Regions from separate parts of the Mus musculus genome. Here regions 1 and 3 are each linked to region 2. A link is a contact called in public HiChIP or PLAC-seq and promoter capture Hi-C data. All regions are on one chromosome and are shown on one strand. Each heading gives the region's core, a stretch centred on a gene start, on an enhancer-like site or on the middle of the called end of the contact. The rest is flanking DNA. Distances are from core to core; before and after follow the strand shown.

Evidence for each region. HiChIP or PLAC-seq counts read pairs in DNA pulled down with a chosen protein or histone mark. Capture Hi-C pulls out chosen DNA fragments and counts their contacts.
Region 1: a promoter capture Hi-C map of adipose tissue shows a contact between it and region 2, with 4 times the contacts expected there. The contact joins the promoter of Car11 here to the promoter of Rras in region 2. A contact is called at or near these places in 10 of 39 promoter capture datasets (the 3T3-L1 cell line, 3T3-L1-derived adipocytes, cranial neural crest and 6 more), 7 of 484 Hi-C or Micro-C datasets (CD4 T cells, cardiomyocytes, cerebral cortex and 3 more), 7 of 115 datasets of contacts at active chromatin or transcription factors (bone marrow-derived macrophages, embryonic hindbrain, heart atrium and 4 more) and 2 of 9 other capture datasets (adipose tissue and macrophages).
Region 3: a contact with region 2 is called in an H3K27ac HiChIP or PLAC-seq map of thymic regulatory T cells, with 5 times the contacts expected there. The contact joins the promoter of Kcnj14 here to the promoter of Rras in region 2. A contact is called at or near these places in 4 of 39 promoter capture datasets (hippocampal neurons, liver and pre-B cells), 7 of 115 datasets of contacts at active chromatin or transcription factors (astrocytes, bone marrow-derived macrophages, embryonic forebrain and 3 more) and 3 of 9 other capture datasets (adipose tissue, liver and pancreatic islet).

The regions. Positions count from the first base shown.
Region 1 is chr7:45,698,655-45,701,675 of GRCm38.p6, forward strand. Car11 (carbonic anhydrase 11) reads left to right here and starts at 1,313. Exons shown (of 9, transcript NM_009800.4): 1 at 1,313-1,685; 2 at 1,772-1,846; 3 at 2,570-2,712. The coding sequence starts at 1,619.
Region 2 is chr7:45,016,439-45,019,622 of GRCm38.p6, forward strand. Rras (related RAS viral (r-ras) oncogene) reads left to right here and starts at 1,504. Exons shown (of 6, transcript NM_009101.3): 1 at 1,504-1,730. The coding sequence starts at 1,578.
Region 3 is chr7:45,823,162-45,826,414 of GRCm38.p6, forward strand. It overlaps Kcnj14 (potassium inwardly-rectifying channel, subfamily J, member 14), which reads right to left and starts at 1,586. Exons shown (of 3, transcript NM_145963.2): 1 at 1,456-1,586. Grwd1 (glutamate-rich WD repeat containing 1) reads right to left here. Exons shown (of 7, transcript NM_153419.2): 7 at 2,062-2,932. The coding sequence ends at 2,615.

The sequences.
Region 1 (3,021 bases), core at 63-2,562, 680 kb after region 2:
CAACATGAGCTTCTCCAACTCACCACATCTGCCTGCCTGCCTCCCTCTGTCCTCGGTGCTCTCCTCAAGTCATTTGGTCTGTGACTAGGCCCTCTCCTCTGCCTGGGCTTCTGTCCTTCTGTCTTGCTCTGTGCATGAGCAACTCTGTATATGGGGCCCCTTCTGTGAGGCTCCAGGTCTCCTTCTCTGTTCTTTTATACTTGGTGTTTGTGTATCTTTGGGTCTCTGTCTGCCCTCCATTTCCTGCCTAAATGATCTTTCTCTCTCTATTCTGTGCCTTGGTATCTCCCGATGTGTCTCTGTATCTGCATTTATTCCACTCCGTCTTCATCCTTCTTGCTGGCCCACCTGGCTCCTCTAATCCCATGGGTGGGTCTCCTTGTGTCTATCTCTACTGTATTTCTTGGTGGTTGCCTCTCTCCACCTCTCTGTCCTTCTGTGACTTATTCATTCTTTTTTTTTTTTTTTTTCCTGTGAGCTGTTAGTTGTTTTGTTCAGACAAGGTCTTACTGTGTAGCACAGGATGGCTTCCAATCAGCCTCCTGCATGCAGGGATGGGAAGTGAGAACCACCATGCTCCCTCTATGTAGTTATGCCTTTGTCTCTTTTTCTATGACCCGACATCATGCTTTTTAGTCTCTATCTCTCTTTCCTTTCTGCATAGCATCTTGCTCGCTTGTCTCTAAGCACTCTCTCTGTGTCTCTGTGACTCTGTAATGTGTCTCTTTATTTGTCTCTCCTTCTTGCCCAGCCCTGACCATAAAGTCTCCCTGTGTCTATTTCTGTCTTTCCCTGCCACTTGACATCTTGCTCCCCCTGGTCCCCTTTCAGGGCACCTTGTCCCTCCTTCCCAGCATCAGCTCACCTCCAGCCTTCTCACCCTCCAGTCCCGCAAGCCTCTGCCTCCCCGTCCTGACCAGCTGGTTTTCTGCACGCCAGGCCCCTAGCGCCCGGTCCTTTCTAGCCTTGGCACCTGGAGCTGGGGGCCTCGGGCTCCGTCGGCTACACTGCACCTCCCTTTCCAGGGCTGGGCCCAGGGGTGCGGCCCTTTCTACTGCGGAGACCCCCCAACCAAACATCAAACCAGTGGGAGCAAGTGGGTGGGGAAGAGGGAAGCAGGACCAGAGGTGATGGAAGAGGGGGTGGGGAAGAAGACGAGAGGAGGTGGAGATGGAAAGAGGGAGAGGCAGCGCAGGGTGAGGGAGGAGGTGAGATAGAAGGAAGAAGGGAAGGCAGAGTCGAATAGGGAGGAGGAAGAGGACAGAGGGAAGAAGAGAAGGCAGGGTGAGGGAGGAGGCGGAGGGAGAGGAGCGCACGCGGCGAGTGCGCGGCCGGGTTCGCTGGTTGAGAGCGAAGAAGGGGTGTGCATTGGCACCGAGAGGGACCCGGGGCCGGCGAGGGCGATCGCAGCTTCGGGAGGTAGAGCGAGTGCAGGGAGCGGGCCCAGGCGGGCGGAGGAGTGAGCGTCAAACGGGCTCTGGGGTACACGGTCCCAGCCCCTGTATCCCGGGAGCTGGGGCTCCCGTTCTGGTGACAGCCAGGCTGGAAGTCCCAAGAGGAGGGGAGGGAAGAGCTAGGGGGTCGGGCGCTGGGAAAGGGTCGCTCCGAGGCCTCTTGGATGGGGGGTGCCGCTCGCCTGAGCGCCCCTCAAGCGCTGGTACTCTGGGCCGCACTGGGAGCGGCAGGTAAGACCTGGGGGTCCTGGCAGCATCCTCTGAGGGAGGGACAGGGTGGGGTGCCTAGGAGAGGGATGCAGCTGCTCTCTTCCCAGCTCACATCGGACCTGCACCTGATCCCGAGGACTGGTGGAGCTACAAGGAGAATCTCCAGGGAAACTTCGTGCCAGGTGCAAACAGGGTGGAGACCCAGAGCCCGACCCCATATCCCTAGGCGCCGTTTTTCCTAGGCTCAGGAGTCTGGGTCCTCGATCTTCTCATCTTCCATAGGACCAAAGCTCCCAGCCCCTGCCTTCTTCCCTCAGGAGTGGGGCCCAGCCTCTGAACCTCAGCGGCTCACCATGGGACATTATACATGCGCATTTCAAGTAGTGAGTGGGAGTGAGTGCAAGGAAAGTGTGGGGGTGGAGAAATGTGTGTGTTTGCAGCCATAGACAGGTCCTATTCCTGCTGGAAGGCACACACTCGGTAGCTCGGGTCCCTGTCCCGCCCCCTCGCCCGGGGCTTCGAAGTCCTCTTTTATAACTCTTCTCCCCTAATATTCTTATCCAGCTGTGGGACCTGGGAGACTAAAAGAACTACAACTCCCATGGGGCTACGGGGCAGGCCGGAGATTGATGAGTTGTTTTCACCCCTGAGGCTTACTGGGAGTTGTAGTTCTGTTTTCACATAGCCCTTTTAAAGATGGGAACAAGGCTTGGAGCAGTTATGAGCTCCTAGGAAGGGATTCCAAAATTCTTCGAGGAATCAGGATTCTGGCTCTCATGTTCTTTCTCTCTTAGACCCAAAGCTCCTGATTTCCTCCCTCGTTTTCTTCCTTCAGCTGGGGTTATCCCTGCCCCAATCCACACAGCAGGTCCTGCCTGGAATCCAGCCTATTTCTGTTCCCATAGGGCCTCCCTTCTGGGGCCTGGTGAACGCTGCCTGGAGCCTGTGCGCTGTGGGGAAGCGGCAGAGCCCCGTGGATGTGGAGCTGAAGCGGGTTCTTTATGACCCTTTTCTGCCCCCGCTCAGACTCAGCACCGGGGGAGAGAAGGTAAGCTTTGCAGTGGGGCGGGTCTAAGCAGAGGGGACCTGGGCTGAGGTGGATGGCGAACCATGGGGAATAAATAGTTACTCTCTGAAGATCACCCGGCCTGCCCTTTCCCACTGCTTTCCTCAGCTTCCCAATGTCTACCCAAGCAGTGAAAACAGAAGACAACTCATGCCAAGCATTGAAAAGACTAAACAAACCCACTCATCTTCACAATAACCTACTATCTTTTTAGCTTTCTTTTATGGACCAGAGAGTTTATGTTACTTGCCTGGGGTCACACAGCCATCCGGCCAAGTGACATGGTCTCAG
Region 2 (3,184 bases), core at 254-2,753:
GAAGTGATGTAAAAAAGGCGCTCCGTTGTTGAGATCCATGGGAATTGTAGTTCAATTAAGATGGACGCTACCCCGCCCATGGTCGTCCTTTCTGAATATGAAACCCTTCTAATTTTTTTCTCCTATAAATCCTAAGAAGATTTTTTTGAGACGCTGTCTTATGTATCTCAGACGGGCTTGGAACTTGCTGCTGTCTTTCTGCTTCTGTTTCCCCAGTGCTGGGACTCGTCAGTTATCATGCCCAGCTTCTAAAATTATTTATTGGGGGGGGGGAACTAGAGATTGAATTTAAATGCTCATACATGGTAGACAAACGTTCTATGTTATCACTAAACTATATCTATAGTCCTCTTTTCGTTTGTTTGTTTTGAGATAAGTTCATTCTAAGATGTCCAGAATAGGCTTTAACTTAAAATAATCTCCATTAAATTCAGAACTCAGGAGTCAAACCAGAGCTCCTTTACTCAGGACAGGAAAATCCAAACTCTGAGTCTTCTGGTTCAGAGCAGATGAGTGAAGACTCATTTCCCTCTTCCTTGGGACTCTGGAATTTCAATCCTCTTCCCTTTCAGGACGTCAATACCATATCTTACATAAATGTAAGTGCTAAATTCTTCCACAACCCTCCCGGAGCACTCATGCCCTCGAACTCAGAATTCTGGGTCCCCAGACTCTCCATCCTTTGGCCCCATGAGTCCAGACTCCCAGCTTTCCCAGTAGTAGTAAGGAGCCCCTCCCGACCCCCTGGACCGGAGTCGGACCGGAGAAATCTAAGTCTCTAACTCAATACTCTCGTAGGAACCAGTGTCTGAGCTATCAACCGCATCCTTCCAAAGCCCAGAAATCCTGGCTGTCGGCCCTTCTAGACCCGGACTTCCCGACTAGGATGAACTGGCTCATGGATTAGGAATGTGGTGATCTCACAGCCCGTCCTGCCCAGTTACCCTGCTGTCCCCCTCCAGGGCCCCAGCTCCCCTCCCAGTCTATCTTCCGTTTGGCTGGGACAGCGGGAACCGGAAGCCTAAGTCCATAGACAGGCCGAGACGCCAGCCTCTAGAACGAAGCTGGGGCAGAGAACTTGGCGACAATCCCAGGGAGGAGGCGGAGATTAATTTTGAGACCTGTGCTGTCCTAAGATCTCCCTATATACGGCCCTGAGAAGGAGCCCCAAGCCACACCTACCAGAAACAGTGGTCCTTAGATAATAACTACCGCAACATTTAATTTGCATATCCCCGCCCCGAAGAAAACTTTTTCGCCCAAAGATGGGGTTTATTAGCATAGCTCCTCCCAAAGGCGGACTGCAGGAGGAGAGCTCGTGGCTGTGCTTAGGGTGGACACAGGGTCATTAGCATATCCCCACCCCTCTTGGAATTCCCCGTTTTTGCAACCTTGTTTCCCCTACCCTTATTAGTCTAGCTCCTCCCTCACTCTGGCCTCGCCTCCTCCAGAAGCATCCGGAGACTCGTGTCCTCTGGCCAAAGCTCATGTTTATGCAGTATTATTAGCATAACCCACCCCTTGGTCTCTCCTGACTCCCCCTAGGCGGTAGCGGCGGCAGCAGCAGCGGTGGCGACATGAGCAGCGGGGCGGCGTCCGGGACTGGGCGGGGGCGGCCCCGGGGCGGGGGGCCGGGACCCAGGGACCCCCCGCCCGGCGAGACTCACAAGCTGGTGGTCGTAGGCGGCGGCGGCGTGGGCAAGAGCGCGCTGACCATCCAGTTCATCCAGGTAGTGGGCCCTCACCGGGGAGGGTTTCCCCGAGATCGAGACTTTGAGCCCTTTGGGTTCCCTGAAACTTTCGCTTCTCCCAGAACCATCATTAAGACCCTCCTAAGAGGATCTCTAACCCTCTGATTGCGACTCCAAATGCCCAGGGCCTCCACCCCCTTCATGAGGGGAAGCTTTCTCCTAATATGTCCTGGGACAAATCACCCTCCTAGAGGTACCTGAGAGCCCTCATCCTAGTCTGTCTAGCCCCGCTCACCAACTGGGAGTACCCTAAATTCCAAACAGTTGCTCCATTCAGACCCCAAGCACTCCCCGAGGCTCTAATCTCCTGATCATTGCCCAGACTTTGATTCTAAGACTCAGCTGGGACCACTCTGTCCTAAAACAGGCACCCTGTAACCCCTGCTTGAAGAGGATTTCCCTTCAGACCTGAGATTTCAGAAAGATCCTGCTACATGACCATCCTGGGAAAACACCAATATCTGGCATACCCCATTCTGCTAAATGCAGCCCCCCATCCTACCCCCAAGGAAAACCAACCATTTCTCCATCCTAAGTTCCCCACTCAAACTCCTTACCCTCAACCCTGAAAACTCTAAGTAGCTCCCATGTCATCTCCAGATTTAAAAAGAAAAGCATAGAACTCAGGTTTTTCACAGCCTCCAGAGACCTGTTACTTGGAAGGTTCTAGGTCCCATAAATAGACCTCTCCTACATCAGGAACCAACCCTCCAGGCTGTTCTCACCCTTGGGCATCTATTTACTTTGGGGTCCTAATCATCCCCCCACACACACCAAACCTCATCCTCTCCATTCCTTGCACCCCTTTTAGCCTCAGCCCTTAGCAAGCACTCTAGAGAGGAAGCCACCTTCAGCCTCAGCAGCCAAGTTCAGAAAATCCAGCCCAGCCCCGGAAACCTCCACCCAGTTCCCACGGGGAGCCTCCCCACATCAGGGCAACACTAGGAAAGTGAGGGCCCACTTGCTGTTGTAGAAGTTCCTGGGTGATGGACATTCACAGACTAGGAGCCTCCGGCAATGCCGTTGAGAAACCTACAGTGGGAAGAAAGAGTCCAAATTTGAGCCCCTAGCACCAAGGGCCAAACCTGGAGATGGCCAGAGGCCTGGTTGGAAGTAGCAGGACACAGTCAGGAAGGGAGAGGCGGGGATAAGGGTGGGGCTGCCTCTCTGAAGCAGGATTGGAACCTAGACCTTCCCAGGGGAGGAGACACTGGAGGCTGCTTATGGAGGAGGGAGCAAGAGGAGGGAAGGAATGGGGGGAGGGGGGGAGAGGAAGGGAAGAGAGAGACAGCAAGATCGGCAGCTACTTTGCTCAACCAGAATTCTCAGAAGCTGGTCGCTGACCGGTACCAGGTCAAGTGTTAAGTGTTGAGCAGGGAATCCTTGCCAATCAAAACTGTTAGATGGTATAGTGTCTTCATCCTCGATTCTCC
Region 3 (3,253 bases), core at 336-2,835, 810 kb after region 2:
GGGCCAGGGGCCAAGGACTTCACCCCATCTCATTCTGGGGCTCCCGTGCTAGGGTGGAAAGCTGTCTTAGGTCCCAAACCTCTGACCACAACTCTGCTACTGCCTGAGGTAGACCTGTGTCCACCTTAGATTGGGTGGGATTTATACCTTCAGAGAGCCATCTGCATCCCACATGGCCCAGTGCTAGGCGGCTCCTGCAAAAGATGGGGTGGAGGATCCTGATCCACACCCCCCATCTTCCACCTGACCTACAAGAGCAGCTTAATGTTTCCATATAAAGGAGCCACAGGGCTTAAGGTACTTCAACTTCATGTCAAAGTCACTATATAATCTGGAGCCAAAAACCCCGCCCCTCCCATTTACACGAAATGGCACCCCTACCTCTGCCAAGTAGTGGCAACAGAGGATACTGAGAGAACCCCAAAGGAGGCCCCCTCAAAGGGGACAGGGGCTTTCCTGGTCTCCAAGGTAGCCAGCTAACCCAGGCACACTGGGGTAACCAGGCCCAAAGAAGATGCAAAGTGAGTGCTGAGCTGGGGCTCGGAGGGGAGGAAACAACACACAGACAAAAACCCAGAAAGAGTGACAAATACCAACTCAGAAACAGAGACACTGAGGAAGGCACAGAAACCTAGACAGAAAAACAAGAGGTCACCGTGGCATGGTCCAGGAGACAGACCCAAGGGGGCTGGGGTAGTGCAGGACTGACTCAGAGGAACAAGAGACCTAGAGAGAGAGCAAAGACCCAGAGATGGAAACAGAGTCACAGTGGCGGAGAGCTGGGAGACAGAGACCCAGAGAAAGAGACAGACGAGACCAACTGAGAAACAAGAGACCCAGAGAGAGGGACAGACACACACACACACACACACACACACACACACACACACACACACACAGAAACAGAGTCACAGTGGCGGAGAGCTGGGAGACAGAGACCCAGAGAAAGAGACAGACGAGACCAACTGAGAAACAAGAGACCCAGAGAGAGGGACAGACACACACACACACACACACACACACACACACACACACACACACACAGAAACAGAGTCACAGTGGCCGTGAACTGGAACTCAGAAATCCAGAGAAAAAGACAGAGACCAACCAGAGAAACAGGGACCTAGAAAAAAGGGTAGAGACACACAGAGAAAAAGAGACAAAGACCAGGCAGGGGTGGTGAGGCAGGCAAGACCCAGAAAGGTCAGCAAAGGCTGAATAAGAATGAAAAGAGAAATGAAGATCATATCTTATGAAATGCAGATGGATGGGGAGAGTGAGGAGCTGCCTTTCAAAGGGAGAATGGGGTAGTGAGAAAATGTATGAAGTCGGAATTGACCAGAGATACAAACCAAGAAGTGGGGTGCTAGAGTGGGAAGACTTCTGGATAGAACATCAGGGAAGGTGTTGGGGGAAGAGGGAAGGTGAGGCAGGCTGGCTCATATCTGCACTTACCTGGGGGGGGCCGCCCACCCCCATTCCCTGCACTGGGGGTTCCTCTGCTCAGGCTGGAGAGGGGCCTCTGTGGGTGCTAATGTGTTCAGGTCTGTCCTCGGCCCCTGGGGCCTGAGCCTGAGCCGGGGCACCCAACCTCTGAGCTCCAGCGGATCAGGGCCTGAACAGAGGGGGGTGGGGGTGGGGGTGGAGCCGGCTCAGCACTGCAGAGGGGGAGCCAGGGAGGCTGGCCAGGCAGGGCACTGGGCTGCGGCCCAGGCAGACTAGAGAGGACAGTGCAGATAATGGGTGGGAGGCAGGGAGGGACAGGAGAGATCAGGAACATGGGAAATAGAGGCATCTGAAGGGCACGGATGGCTTAGGGAACTCAGCAGGAAATACTGAGTAAGTGATAAAGGGGAGGAAGTGTGGGTTCTCAGCTCCCCTAGGATGATGCCTTACTGAGCCAGGGGTCCAGAAAGAAACAGAGTTACTCATTCGGAGCCAGACAACATGGGAAAGCCCAGAGGGTGAGAGTCGCATGGGTGAAGGGCTGCAGGGGACAGCTCTATACCAAACCCCTCCCTACCACCATTAGGTTTCTCACAGCAAAGAAGCTCAGAGGACTTGTAGCTTGGTGTCTGGGGCCTTATTGTGGTCCTTTATTACAGCAGAAGCCCCAGACCCTCCTCCAGTACAGTAGTGGTCAGCACAGGAGGGCACCCCAGATGGCTCCCTACTTGGATCTCAACCAAATCTAACTGGCCAGAAGGCAGAGAGAGAATTAAATTCCACTGGAGTGACACAGACCCAGACTTGGCCCAGCTATGGCAAAACCCTTAAAGTTCCTGAAGTTGATCAACAGCCAGAATTAGGTCCCTGGTCAGAGGTCCTTGGGGTCAAGCCAGGAGTCAACACTGACAAAAATCTCATCCTGAGGCCGTATCTGGGACAGGCAAGGATCTTTGCCTGCACCTAGTCTTTGGTGTAAGGCAGGGCCAAGGGTCAATCCAAATCCTTAGAGATACCAGGTCAGTAGAGTCCGTTCCTTCTGTTCCACGTAGGCCAGTTGAACAAGTCTTCCTTCCTGAGGTGCAGTCTACAGGCCTAATGATCCTTGCCAAGTTAACCGATCCAGTTCCCATGTGGAGCCAAGTCTTGAGGCCAAGTGTTGGCCACCTCAAACACTGATGGTGCGGAAGACGGTGAAGCCTGACAGGGCGGTGCTGATCAGGACCCCCGGGCACTGTGGGTGCCAGTGTAGCTCCTTCAGGTCAGTCTCACCTTGGTGCACGAACAGCAACTGCTGGGGGAGTGCCGCCAGCCCAGGGTCTGTCTCTGTCTCCCCCGACTCTGGGTCCCGTTCAACTGCCAGGTCCCATTGTGTGATCTGGTTGTCAGCACCTGAGGCTGCGAAGACCCCACTGTCCTGAGGGTGCCATTCAACAGAGGTCACGGGGGCCATATGTTGCTTGAAGGTGGCCACAGGGGAGCCAGACTACAAGAGAGTGTAGGAGTCAGACCTCAGTGTGAGTACCAGACTCTGTCTCAGAAGCCCCTCCCATACCCATACAAAGCCAGGGCCCAGGAAAGAAACACGGGGAAAGGACAGAGGTAAGATGACTTATCCTTGGGCTGCTGGAAGCTTTCATACAAATCAGCCTCCTAACAAGGTGACAGGAGCCTGCCCATGCATGTCGCTGAACATGCCGCACCATTCCTTGCCTATAACAAGAACAGAGGGGTGGTCCCTCCAACACATGCTTGGCTGATCTTTTAAGGTTGAAGCCTTAACAGGAATTTAACAGTTTCCTTAAGC